2 separate regions of the Mus musculus genome follow, and region 2 is linked to region 1. A link is a contact called in public promoter capture Hi-C data. All regions are on one chromosome and are shown on one strand. The core of a region is the stretch at or near the end of the contact, and the rest is flanking DNA. Distances in the headings are between cores, read along the strand shown. Region 1 holds the start of Depp1 (DEPP1 autophagy regulator). Region 2 has its middle 10 kb from the start of Cxcl12.

Region 1 (6,897 bases), core at 1,350-3,849:
AGAATAATGGGGTTGGACAGCTTTGTGATGTGCCCCCTTCTGTAACAAGGGCCTAGGTGAAGCTGGTGGGCACATGCAAGAAAATCAGAGATGAGACCACTAGACCCAGTATGTGACAGCCTGCAGGCTACGTGCTGCATTCTGTTTTGGCCCTGAGCATGAGAATTCTCTAATTCTCTGGTACCACAATGAGATTTGGACACTGGAGTCAAGATAGCATGTCCCCTGGGTACCTAGGTGACAATCCCTATGAAACACAGTAATACATCTGCTGAGACCTCATATCTTTTGTTGGGCCTCTGGAAATATATGCCTGAAGGTAGAGCATAGAGGCCAGGCCCTTCCTTGGATGCTTTTAAGACAGTGTTTTTCAACCTGAGTCACAGCCCCTTTCGGGGTTGAACGACCCTGTCACAGAAGCCACCTAAGAGCACTGGAAAGCTCAAAGATTTACACCATGATTCGTAACAGTAACAAAATTGCAGTTATGAAGTAGAAACAAAAATCATTTTATGGTTGGGGGGTCACACAACATGAGGAACTGTATTAAAAGGTCACAACATTAGGATGGTTGAAAGCCACTGCTTTAGGGGCCTGAGACCCTTTTCCTTGGTCCTTTGCCCTTGGTTTCTCATGAGACTGTGGCAGCCACCCAGAGTACAGCCCGCATCTCCTCATTAGAGCAATCTGGGAGGTGGTCACTCCACCTACACTCACTTTAGTCATGATAAAACCAAGACATAGAGGACACTGAGTCGCTTCAAAGTCACGGGCCAGCCAGACACAAAAGGTACCAGTCAAAGTCGCATTGTGGGAGCTAGACTGTCATCGCTCTTTAGAGGATGGGTCTCACTAGGAATTGCCCAGTCCCTGCAGACCTGCCAGGAAGTGTCCACCACAGGAGAGGAAAGCTAGAGAGAGCACAGGGGCCCACCATATCCTTTATGGGTTTTTCCTGGGGTAGGAGTTAGAGTTCATGGATCACTGGGAGGTGCAAATAGAGAGTACCTAGGATACTGCTGGGGCGAGAGCTGGAGACGGACGCTAAGGCCCGGCAGGACTTTCTAGAAGTCCAGCTTTTCAGGTCGGAGGTCTGGTGCCTGGGCCCTGGTTTTCTTCCCAGAGAGTGCTCAGGTACCCTGGCCTCACAGAGTCTCCCCGTGTCCTTGCCCATCTGTCTGGGCACATCCCAGGGATCTGAAGAACCAGTCCTGTTGGGTCGACCTCTCCCATCTGCCTGCTCTCCCTGTGACTTCCCAAAGAGCCAGTCCAGAGGGTTGTCAGTGCCGGGAGAGGGCAGTGTGGGCTGCAGGCTGCTGACGCAAAGAGAGCTGTCTCCTGGAGACTCGGCCTGGCGCCTCTTCTCTCGAGTCCAGGCTGGCCGGGAGGGTCTGTTGGGACGGCTCTGGGCTGTGACCTTGTCCAGCACTGAGGTGGGCTGTGCCAGCTGACAGATACACCTGACGTAGTCATCCAGGCTGGGGGACGCTGGGGGTTCCTGCCCAGCTGCCCCATGTGACAGCTCTTCTGACATTTCCCGAATCGTTGGCAAATGGGGCACGGGCAGCAGAAGCCGGGACCTCATAGCTGCTAATAAAGCAAAAGCAACCTGTTAGCCAAGAGGAAACCAGTGGCGAGCCCGCCATGCCACCCTGACACCCTCCTACTTCCTCTCCCTCATCGGAGATGCTACACGGGGCTCGGGTACCCAGAAAACAATAAGAAACCTGCAGATCTGAGACCAAGGCTCACCCCCCTGCCCCCACCCGCACTCATCCTTCCAGCTACCACCAAAGTACCCAGCTCACTAAGGCTTCATCATTAGTGTTGTTTAAGAATAGCCAGATAGTCGGGGCTCAGTGGTAAGGGTACTTATTCTTGCAGAGAGCCTGAGTTCAGTTCTTAGCACACACATAGTGGCTCTAGCCATCTATAAATCAAGTTCCAGGGGTCTGACTGGCATGTGTGTAGCACACATACATTAGTGTAGGCAAAATATCCATGCATATAAAATAAAATAAATTAATTAAAAATTTTAAAATGAAGAACGAACAGGTAAGAAAACGGGGGGGGGGGTATTAATGTGGGGTCAGAGAACACCTAGGTTTTAAACTCGTCTCTGCCACTTAATGACTTAGAGACTGGCAATGTCACCTCTCTAAACCTCTAATTACTTGTCTGAAAAATAGGGTTATAAACATCCCACTGGCAGGGATATATGGGGAAATTCACGGAGACATAGCTTTGACATCACAGCTCTCCTGTAAACACAAAGGCCTTGTATAAACACCTTATTATCATAGTGGTCGGTGGTACCCACCCCCCTGCTCTCTATCCAGTAGTCAGGCCGTGAAAGCTCGGGATGAGAGATGCTCTCAGAGATAAACTAGCCCCGTGTTTTAAAAGTGTCAAGCCAAAGGGTGGCTGCTCTTCTTACCTGTAAGTCAGCAGTCAGGGTGGCAGGAGTCTAGATGGGTAAAGACTGTCTCCTCTAAAGGAAGCCCCAGAGGCGGGCAGTCACAGCCGGGTCTCTAGCTCTTGGTCCCTGGGAAGAGGACAGTCAGGACGATGTGCTGTGGTTTCTTCCCCTGTGCGGTCTGGCAAACCCAACACACACTGCTGCTTTTACACGGTTCCTCCGGTCATCAATCATTGTCAGGAAAAGCTCAAAATAACAGCACTTTGGAAGGTTCTCAGGGGAAAGCACAGAGGGTGGGGCTTGGCCCAGCTGCCAGCCTGGAATTTGTGTATGTGCCTGCAGGAGGTTGGGAAATATTTACACTGTAGGGTGAGGTGTGGGGCAGCCACCTCACCTGACTTAGACAGCTTTACTATGGGTAGAGAGCAAAGCCAGCCTGGGGGTTCCTGGGACCTGGGGACTGCTGGAACCTGGGACCTCCATAGGACCCCCATGGGCTTCCACCCCTGTCTGGTATAGCACAGTATTTTCTACTATGGATTACCCCAGGACCTGTGATCCTGTGACACGCCAGCCTTGTGCTAAGTTTTGCTGAGTTCCAGGCCTACACTTATGATCATGATAACACATGAGGCTTGCAGGGTGAGGGACATCACCTTACACAAGTGCCGGGGCAGCTTGACAGTCTGTCTGACTTCTCTCATAACATCTCAGATACTTTCAAGGAGAAATTTGCTTGCCCGTTGTTGGCCAGGCATGTGCCAGTGACTGCTAATGGCATAGCAAATACTGTGGACAAATCACCACGTATGATGCCTGTTTCCCAGTGAGAAGGATTATGGAGTCATCAGTGGGCAGGCGCAGTGACTCAGCACTCAGGATGGCTGCAAAATAGAGCGCCGAAGGGCTGTGGAGCAGCAGAAGAGGGGGTGGTCCAGGTCAGGTGGGCCAGATGATACCAAAGCAAGGGCAAGGCACTATAGGTTTGAGTAAGGAGCTGTAGTGTGGCTTCTGCCAGATGCCATGCTCGGGCAAATGACAGCAGCTGTGAGAAACCAGGGGACTCCAAGGGTGATACCAACACAGTGGCAGCTGAAGGCAAGATGGACAGCCCTGGGAAGGAACCGGCTTTGCGTTTCTCAGGCCTCAGCGCCTCTGCTCACCTACCCTCAGAAGCGGGAGGAAGAGGAGTTACAGAGGGAACAGTACGTTCAGGTCTGATACATGAGGGCTGGACAGACACTAGCCTCCTGCAGCATGGTGAGCTGCTGGTCTTGTGTCTATGCATTCCAAGTGTAGCATTAGAGTCATGGGTAAAGGCATGGGGACATTGGAGATACTGAACAATGCTTAAGTCAGGTGACAATTCCCAACTTACACCTGAATGATTCCACAGGACTCCAGCCTTTTGCCTGACTGTTTAGGCAAACACTGTGAGGCCGTATCAGGAAGCTGTGTGTGGTTTTGATAGCCTTAGACTCTTCTCTCTGTGGTCAGTGAGGTGTTTGAAACTAGGCATGACTGTTAGCCGACCATGAGATCCACACTGTGAGTGGGGGTGAGGCCATCCCCACGTGAAGGTTCTCATGACATCCCTGTTTTCACGGGGGCTTTCCAGGACAATGAAGAGAGAGGAGACTCCATGGGGCAGTGGGTGGGGCATGATTTCACTTAAGTGTAGTGTGGAATCCAAAATAACTCAAATGCATAGAGGCAGAAAGAAGGAAGATGGCTATCAAGAGTGGTAGGGAAGAAAGAGAAGTAGGGACCCCAGTTCTTCCAGATGAATGAATCTTAGAGATCCACGGGGCAGCACCAGGCCCACTGCAATCCCCTGTGCTGTACGTTTAAGTAGCCATTAAGTATGTGAGTCTTCAGACCTCACTTAGCACACCCTTCACCACCATGCCTTAGCATCACTCCATAGCAGAGACCTAATCGCAGGCTTTGCTTAGCTTCCTGTTCCATGGATTAGGAAGCTTGGCTGAACTCTTAATTAGACCCCACGTCATCACCATCATCCGTTGTGTTCTCAAACATCTTCAGTGTGCGTGTTAGCCATCATGAATCATGGTTAGTAGGCCTATCCATGCCACCATCCAAGATGGGAACTGTGTGGCAAATAGATATGAAAAGAGATTAGTTACGGTTTAAGCGGTAACTGGATGTAGAACATCACTGAATAAATACCCAAAGAGAAGAGAAGAGAAAAGAGGTACGGGGAGAATAGGGGTACATGTGGGACTCTTATATTAAATGTTCTTGGCCCAAGACGTATATGTAAATAAATAAAATATAGGGTGAGAGCCATGAGAGAGTGAGGCTGGAGTCTCTCAGTGGTGCCAGAGGTTTCAGGTAGGTCCCGGACAGTACAGTTGCTCATGGAGTAATCATAGAGTACAGGGAGCCTAGAGAGTCCCATGAAGAGAGAGAGGCTGGAAATACGTCAGAGACAAAGAACCAAGGACCGAAGAAGTTTGAGCCAGAGTCAGGAGGGTGCCTGTGGGGTGGAATACTGTGGGTTGAGTAGCAGTCCTTTCATTTGGAGACCTAAGGAAGTCGGAGAAGGCTGAAGGTTCAGTATGAAAATAGCATGAAATACTCATGATAGACCATGGAAATGTCCCAGAAGTGTTAGGCAAACCAGCATCCACCATTAGGGGAAAAAAAAGGCAGTTGGCATTGCCACTGATGGATGTGTGGAGAGAAAAACAAGGCAGGGAACACAGACAGTAGGATGTCCAGTAGAGCCTGGTGGCTATGGGATTCTCTGTCCCAGTGCCCTTTGAGTCAAGGAGCCTAGCCCAGTACAAGTGTCCAGGCATGCCTCCCCCCGCTCGTGCTTCCTCCCGGCAGTGTAGACGTGCCTGCCAGACACTTGCGGTGTCCTAGGGGACACCTGACTCAGCAGCTCCATGCTGGCCTCCGCCCTGCCTTTGGCCGGGCCTGGACTTAGCAGCGGAAGGAACACCTCATGTGTCCTCCTGCTGGTCCCTGCCCTCGTGCACTGAAGCATGCACACACAGCTCGCTCTTCCCTGGGAGGGTTGGGGGGCTGAGCATCGTGTTCCCGAGCAGGTCACAAAGAGGAAGGACAGACATCTTTAGGGAAGCTTCTGGATTTTTGAAATGACTGACCTGTGTTTCTCCCACAGGAAGAAGGGACTCTGATCATCGAAGGACTCCTCAACATTGCCTGGGGACTCAGACGACCCATCCGGCTGCAGATGCAGGATGATCGGGAGCGAGTGCACCTGCCGTCTGCCACATGGGTGCCTGAGAGGCTCAGCTACCTCCAGTGAGTGTCTGGCAGGTAGAGTGGAGCCAGGGACCTCCGTGATGTCTATTATCATGGTGCACCACATTATATGTGGAGTTCTCTGTCCCAGTGGGTACCCCAGCCTTGGGGTAGACGCTTCACTGCTGTATGGGGCTTAGGAATGGAGCGCAGACCAAACCCCTCTCCTGTTCAGTGGTTACCTCAGTCCTTTCTGGCCTTACCCACTGCAACACACAACCTTACTTAGGGTGCCCTCCCTGGGATGATATGACCTTTGCCCCTCCTCCAGGAGAATAATTTCATGCTCCCAACACCTGCTTTATGGTGCTGGGGACAGAACCCACGCCTAAGTGCTATACTAATGAGCTATGTCCTCAGCCTACTGGGATCTCCTTGAAAGGAAATTTTAGGGATTCATCCAAATTTATTTTCGCTACTGCTTCACATTAGTGACAGATTCTGTTTGCATCAATTTACCAGAATTTAAAATCCGATTTATTTTACCATCAGGACAAAGGCAGTTAGTCTGAGTTTTGCTTCTTTGCGCAATGATTCTTCAGAGGCACACATTCAGAATTTTGTCCTTGCCAAATATGCAGATAAGATGGGCATGGTGATGTAAGTTTGCCTGAGATTACAACCCTCAGTAAACTGAAGGGCAGAGGAATTCTGAGTTTGAACCCAGGTCAGGCTCACATACAGAAACACTGTTTTAAAAACATATATGTGAAGGAGCTGGAGAGTTGGATCAGAAGTTGCAGCTGCTCTGACCTTAGTTCAGTTTCCAGCATGCATACAGTGGTTCAGAGCTGCCTATAACTCTATTTCCAGGGATTCCAGTGCCCTTTTCTGTCCTCCATGGGCTCCTGCAAAATGTGGTGCATATAAACTTACCTACCTGAGTACACATGCACACTCAATAGATGATAGATAGATAGATAGATAGATAGATAGATAGATAGATAGATAGATAGATAATACATGTGGGTGACACAGTAGCTCTTACCCCAGGTGTCCCTGGTCACTGGTACACAACTTTGAGCAACATGACTTAGAACATAAAGACTCCTTGGAAAGGTTGCAAGTATGACTCATGCTTCCCACGCCAACCCCTGTCAAGGTAGAGGCAGTCCTACTAGCCATCCCTCGCCCAGCCCATGTTCACAGTCTCTCTACTGAATGCTATCTCCTCTCATCAC
Region 2 (7,059 bases), core at 411-2,910, 530 kb before region 1:
GTTTAACTCTGTTATGGATGGTATATGACTGAGACCCCCAAGAGCAATTAGTATATCTCAAGTCACAATGTGGGCAGAGAGAATGGGATCCAAGCTCTTGCCTGTTCCTTACATTTTCACACCCATGCAGTCAAATAGTCCCACAGTGCCTTTCCTAGAGCCTCCCACCCTTCTAATTCTTGTGTGTTAATCAACTTAGAACTCACATGAAAACTACCCTATAAGTAATGGCAAATGTGTTGGTATGGAGGAGGCGCAGTGAGATCTCAAACACTGCAGATTTGGATATTTGGAGCTGGTGCTAGCCTCTCTTTTACAAAAATGGCTGAATGTGGGATAAAGAGAATCTGAAGACCAAACTATAAGAGACAAAGGCTCTGTCTGTTGGGGAAGCAGGATTCTTGGAGGAAGCTGGCCAACAGCAGTTAGCAAATTCCCCTTTGACTTCCATTAGCGTCCTCACCCAGGATAGGAACATGCAGAATATTGTGGTTTCCAGCTGTCTTACAGGGACAGAGTCCTTCCTCTGTCACCTTCCACCATGACCTGCATGTGTAGTGTGGGCCTTCCTCTTCCAAATTCTTGGGACTGTAGGGAAAACTCCTGGGACTTTACCCTAAGCCATTGCCTTGTACAGTGCAAGGCTGTCTGACCTCTAAGGAGCAATCCAGGTCATGTGGAGAAAATGGAACACCTCTCCCTGTAGAGATCTTCTGACACCAGCAGTTAGACCAAGAGTGAACACTAGGACCTGCTAAGCTCTTCTGCTAAGACTGCACGGTCAGAGTCAGGTTTGAGGGGGTAAAACCAAGTGTGGAAAATTCCACATGGTAACATTCACTGAGGATGCTTGGCAGCTATATTTGAATACAGAACTTTATTAGGAAAATGGTAGGTGAAGATACATCACTTTCATCGATAATGACTTCAAAGTAGAAATGGCTTCTCAAATAACTGTCATATATTAAAAATAAGAATAAGAAAGCACACGCTGCATATAGGAAGCTGCCTTCTCCTGGACCGTTTTCACATTATCTGGGAGACAGAACTGAAACAAAATACAGTATTCACCACACACAACACTGAACCCATCGCTGCTTAGACACTGCTAGCCCGTCGAGGTTGGCAACTTTGCTGAGTGGGTTTTGGGAACTTGGCGAGGGTAGAAGTCTGCTGGGGGAATTTGGAGGATTCTATGGAACATTTTGAAGAATGAGATTACCTTAAAATGGGCCAGGGTAGCTGTTTGGAGAGAATGCATCCCTGGCTCTCATCCAGCTGAAAAGGGTGCACGGCCTGGGGATGACTGACTTCTGGGAGGAAGCCCCTGGTGACACCACTGAGATAATCACCCATGAGAGGATAAACAGAACCCACTGGAGAGGCCCGAAAGGCCTCAGGCCAAGTCCCTCAGAGGAATGCAGCCCCTTGCCCTCCAAACCCTCTCTCAAAGCCGATCAGGCAATGAACCAGAGGGCTCTTTACCCCTCGGCTGCACTTCCTTGCTAAAGTCCCACTGTCCTCGGGAGCCAGCAGCAGTGTATAAACACAGGGTACAAATCTGGGTTTCAACACAAAGCAGACTGTATGTCTCCACCCCTTTCCCTATCCAGATGCAAAGGCTTGTAACAGAGGGACTGGCTACCTGGCAGGTTGCTTGGCGCCCAAGGGAATTCTGGCAGCCCCAGGACCAGCAGGGACAGCTAGGTGCCCTGGGTCAACAGCCATTCAAGGACTGCTGTGCTTGTATTTTGAAAGCAAGAGAATGGGGGATTAAGGTAGGGAGAGACTTTTCCGATGTAAATGTCCTATTTAAATTCGGATTTGCTTTAAGCAGGCTGTCTCCATCTAGAAACTGACTGTCAGCGGAGGAATTGATACACAAATCCGGCTCCCTAAAGTTTCTACCCTTCTCTTTTTCCTCACTGTGAAGGAGACTTTGAAAGGATCCCTAACTGGAGTGAAGATGGAAGGCTGTATTTGTTTCCTCCCAAGCAACACCCTTCAAAGCTTGGATTAGATGCAAAGTGGCTGGTGCACAGCAAGCCAGTGTGTGGTTTCTATTCCAGGGTTGAAAATAATTCGCTATCCTCCTGAGGATCCAGCTCTGCAGCTAGCCCTGTGCTCCTCATCGCAACCTGCTCAACAGTTTTAGGTTTTTGGGTTTTTGTTCAAATTTGATCAAAATTTTGCTGGTTGGATTTTTCATCTGCTGTAAACTCAACTTAAAGGACTATTTTGTAGAAATCCCCCCACCACCACCACACACACCCCACTAACAATTCTACAGAGTATTCACTCTCAAACACCTGTTTTTGAAGACTATCTTTCTGTAGCTTACTTCCCCGTCTTTCTCGAGTGTCCAGCCAGCTGGCTGCCACCCTCCTTCCTTTCCTTACTCTGTCTGTTTTGTTTAAGGAACTAGAGACTGGCTTCTAATTGGGCTTTTGTCAAAGTGGCAGTGAACTTGCATTAAAAACTGCAGAGGACAAAACTCCTGGGGCCACGCTTCCCAGAGCGGCACCAATCCCACCCTTCGGCTGTCTTGAGGAGAGGTAGGTAGTTCACCCCCTTTCCAGGGAAATGCCTGCCCATCAGGGCCCAAAGCCGATGCTCTTAGTGATTGACTTTTAAAATTAATTGAAAAGAATTGAGACCTGTTACTCCTCAACAGAAGAATGCATTTGGTTCCAGGAAGGTAAAACCCCACAGTTTTAAGCTAACAGTTATGGAAATATGGAGGCTCGAGCTAAGCACTGTTGCAAACCACCTTTCTTTGGGCTTTGTGTGTCTAAAATGGGCCCCCTGAGAAGGGAGACAGCAGGGCTCTTTCCATGACTACAACCTGGACCTCGGGGCCATCACCTCACACTCAGCCTTTGCATTTGGGTTAGAGACAGTGCACAGACAAGACATCGATCATGAGTGAGAAGGACATGAACAGGGGGTTGAAGAGACAATATTCCAAACAAGACATAGATGCGCGCAGGGTAGGGGCGGGGGGAGAGACACCAGACATTGGCTTTTCCTTCTTGCTGTCCCATTTGAATAAAGGATTTCATCTCGAGAGTCCTTTTTCAGGGTCATGGAGACAGTCTTGCGGACACATGGCGATGAATGGATGGATGGATGGATGGATGAGACAGAATGATGAGCATGGTGGGTTGAGGAGGACAGCGTGGGATGAGGGTGAAGCTCACTCTTCCCTGGCCTCACGTTCCTGCCTCAGCTTGGGAAAGCCCTGCAGTCCTTGGGGGGTGGGAACACCCAGTTCCTATTCAGAAGAATGGGTGAGCCTCCTGCCTCAGCTCAAAGGACAAACCTGGGGAGCCACTACTCAGAGAAGGTCCTCCAAGGGAAGGATACCAGAACAAAGGAAATAACATAGTGGCCTTGGCCTGTCACCAATGACGTTGGAAAATCAGGCTAAATGAAAAAAAAAAAAATCACCATGTATCTTGCTACATAATAAAATGTGAAAGTACAGCAAAACTGTGCAAAGCAAGTCCCTTGCAAACGGCTTCAGCCCTGCTCAGGAGCAGAGGAAGTGGCTATGGGCCCTTCCCTAACACTGACTTCAGACCTAGGCTCCTCCTGTAAGTTCCTCGGGCGTCTGACTCACACCTCTCACATCTTGAGCCTCCTGTTGACAAGAACAGAGGAGACACATTAAGGCAGTTTCTCACCACATGCCTGGGATGCTGCGTGCGTGGCCTAGCGCTGAGCCACAGGCCCTACTCCTTAGTTCAGCTCGCAGCCACCGATCTTCCTTCCGAGGCCTGAGAGAGCGGGAGAGCAGGGAAGGGCACAGCCGGGGCGGCCGCTGAGGATCTGGATGGTGGCGGGAAGCAGAGAAGATGGGTGAACATGTCAAGCACAGGGTGAGGCAGACACACACTGGCACAGATGGCATGGTACAAGGAGCACATGACAAGGCGCACCGCCTTAACCTTAGGACACCGGTGCTGAGACTATGCATTGGCCCTAACAGCAGCAGGTGCCCAGTGTTCCTGGGCATCCCCAGGCCTCAGAACTCCAAGAGAAGAGGCCATTCCCATAGCATTCATCAAATAATCACTCTTCCTTGAAATCTCTTGGCTGGTTCCACACCACCAGAAGAGGTCTTGGTGCTCAGGAGGTGGTCTCTGGAGCTGCAGGTCCTTCCGGAAGGCGTTTATGCTAGACAGTGTAAGGACTACCCCTCTCACCTGCCTGAGAAGTCGCAGGAGCACATCCTACTTCAACCCATCCTTAGATGAAATCAGCTTCCCAGGCATTTCCATGAGGACTCTGTCCAGTGGGCTGGGGTTGCCCACCAGACGAGCTTCATAAGCACAGAGGGTTCCCTGGAGCTTGCTGTGCCTCCTAAGAAACAGTCTGCACAGACAGCTCTGCTAGGAGTGAGAGACGAATGGTTGGGAGGCAGAGTCCATGGGCATTTCAGAAAGTGGTCTTCCAACTCAGGGCAGCCTCAGTTTGGCCTTTGGTTTCTAGGGGCCAACAGTTCTTCCCAGTGTCCGGTAAGGGTGGGGCATCCCTTTCTAAGCAGAACTATGGCTTGAGCACAGATCTGGCCTCCAGAAGCGTTTTATTAATAACAGGAAGGGTCCAGATGAGGCCACTCAGACGAGACTGTAGCCGGCTGCCACAGGACAAACAGTAGCCCTGGGCTTGAAAGGTGCCCACCAATAGTCCAGCCTGCTATCCTCAGATCTGAGGAGAAGATACAGGGTAGGAGAGCTGTCCAGATAAAGGGTAAGAGCTGGTAACACGGGTCTTCCCTGAATCCCCCTAGCAAGACTCTTCCTCAGCCAGGACCATGAAGGGCTTTATCTGTTTAATGCTAGAACCTCTAAGGAACATAGAACTTAGGAACCCAAGAGGGCATGACACACAGGGCCCTGGGCCTTCCTTCCCCTGCAATCCATTTAACACATCTTCAGATCATTTCTTCTTTCTGCACCAATTATGAAAATTATACCCAGAGGTCTGGGGTACAAGATGTGTGTGTGTGTGTACACATGAGGCAAAGAGGAAGGTGAAGAAAAAAGTCCTTTTCCAAAACACTACTAAAATCAGAGCCTTGCCTTCTAATTCAAACTGGCAAAAGACAAAAACAAACAAACAAACAAACAAAAACAGACAAATATTGCCAGGTGAGGGTAGTGGATTGGGATAGTAGATAATTCCAGAGCTTTAACCCAACTCACAGAAGGCAGAAATCTCTCAGGAGTGAGGATGGAGACCGTGGTGCCCAGACAGCACACCATCCCAGGGATGTTGGGACCAAAAGTGGGGAAGGACAGACTAAGAGTCCCTGAAGCTGCTGGTCCTTCAGAAAGTTCCAGAGCACATCTATCCTCCCCACGAGAGACCCGTTTAAAGACTCTAAAGTGAATTGTCCAAAGAAAAGATTTCCTGAGAAGCAGCTGACATGTGTTCTGAGATTTCATCCTTTCTGCGTCTCACCCAACACAGTCTGCAGAAACCCTTCTGGACTGGAGTCAAAGCTGCTCCCACAGGCAGGGCAGCAGGGCTGAAGGCTGCAGGTATTTGGAAAAGCTGCGGGTGGGCCTGAGAGCAAGTCAGTTACCACATGTCCCGAGAAGGCCACAAGGGGCAGTGTGGCCGAGGGGAAGGCACTTGCCCTTTCCTGGCTAAGCAGACCACCCTGGCCTTCATGGGATTGTAGGTGTGAGCCTTGTGAAGTCCTGGCCAAGGGGGCTCAGCTCGGGGCAATGCTGCCAGGCTAGGCAGCTCCTCTTTGGCTTAGTCTCCACCCCAGTCTCTGCACATCTTTCTTCATAGCTTTAGCAGACAGAGCAGGGCCTTATGAAGCACATAAATACAGCAGCTGGTGTGGCCACCAGGGCAGGAAAGCCTAAGCACCCGCCCCGGGGTATGGGGTCTGCCCCCGAAGAGGGAAGAGTTTACCGTCAGGTTTGAGCACCTGCCCGGAGTGTGGGGTCTGCCCCCGAAGAGGGAGGAGCGAGTTACAAAGCGCCAGAGCAGAGCGCACTGCGGTCCATCGGCAGGAAGCGGGGAACTAGTTTTTCCTTTTCTGGGCAGCCTTTCTCTTCTTCTGTCGCTTCTTTTTTCCTATCTTTTCTTTTTTCCCCACTTTTTCTTCTCTGCGCCCCCTTAGATAAAATTAGTAGAACCATTAATCACATTGCAACATAGAGGAGTGTATCTATCTCAGTTCCCACAATCTTCATTCAGCATTGCCTTCCGAGTCGATTTAGCTCGGTCTTTGAGTTTGAGGCCTGGAGGCCACTTGGCAAATGTGGTTCACAAGCAATTTATCAAAGAAAACCAGATACTTTCCCCACCCCAAAGTTAAACAGGGGTGCCCTAACCCTATGACCCGGGAACCGCTTACAGGGACTGCCAGTTTGTCTGGCTGGTCCTGGTTTTGAGCATTCCTACCAAAGCTCATCCATCCTGAGACATAAATGCACATCTCAGAGGGCAGGGAAGGAAGCTCTGGGCCTGCCTTCCCTTTCAATGCAGAGGTGAACTCTGCCTTCACTACAAATCTGCATTTCAAATTATACAAAGCAGGGGAGGTGGAGGCCACGGGCTCAGGCAGCCCTCCAAGAGAGGAGGGGGAGAAAGGCAGGATGATTGATCCCACTTCTCTTTTCTGGATGCTGGGGAGCATCCCTAGGGATAACTGAGATTGTTCTAGAGAGCTAAGGAGAAGGATGGTTAGCAGAGTTTTTATTAGAGCAACTGGTTTGTGACTGTCACATTAAAATGATTCAAGCTGAATGGTATTTAATGATTTATGGGGTGAGGCCACCTGTTCCCACAAAAGCCTGATATTAACATGGCCCAGAGTCATGGGATTTTTTTACATGGGAAAATAGGAAAGCTTGATATTACTGGAGTTGAGTCTGGGGATCACATGAGGATGTTAGGAGAACTGAGGAGAAGGAGGAGGAGGGGAAATTAGTGAGTCAAGTATTATTCATTAGAAAACTAGCTTGGGTTAAAAAAAATACACAAAAACTTTCACTGCAGAGGCAGCCTGTTCATGAGACAAGCCTGCCTCAG

What was found. Promoter capture Hi-C pulls out the DNA fragments that hold promoters and counts their contacts.
Region 2: a promoter capture Hi-C map of liver shows a contact between it and region 1, with 2.4 times the contacts expected there. The contact joins the enhancer-like site here to the promoter of Depp1 in region 1. A contact is called at or near these places in 10 of 39 promoter capture datasets (3T3-L1-derived adipocytes, cranial neural crest, embryonic stem cells and 5 more), 5 of 484 Hi-C or Micro-C datasets (frontal cortex, liver and uterus) and 3 of 115 datasets of contacts at active chromatin or transcription factors (embryonic stem cells, hepatocytes and neural tube).

What each region holds. Positions count from the first base shown.
Region 1 is chr6:116,646,386-116,653,282 of GRCm38.p6, reverse strand. It overlaps Depp1 (DEPP1 autophagy regulator), which reads right to left and starts at 2,599. Exons shown (of 2, transcript NM_145980.2): 1 at 2,438-2,599; 2 at 436-1,590. The coding sequence starts at 1,585. The coding sequence ends at 968. It overlaps Rassf4 (Ras association (RalGDS/AF-6) domain family member 4), which reads left to right. Exons shown (of 11, transcript NM_178045.4): 4 at 5,574-5,716.
Region 2 is chr6:117,175,167-117,182,225 of GRCm38.p6, reverse strand. It overlaps a transcript of Cxcl12 not described here. Among named protein-coding and RNA genes, the nearest start is that of Cxcl12, 10 kb to the right of the region's middle. Within about 2 kb of position 1,660, at least 9 of the 459 cell types and tissues checked have an H3K27ac peak or open chromatin away from gene starts, as enhancers often do. A contact at or near this core is called in hepatocytes, liver and stem cell-derived epiblast-like cells, where this site is marked.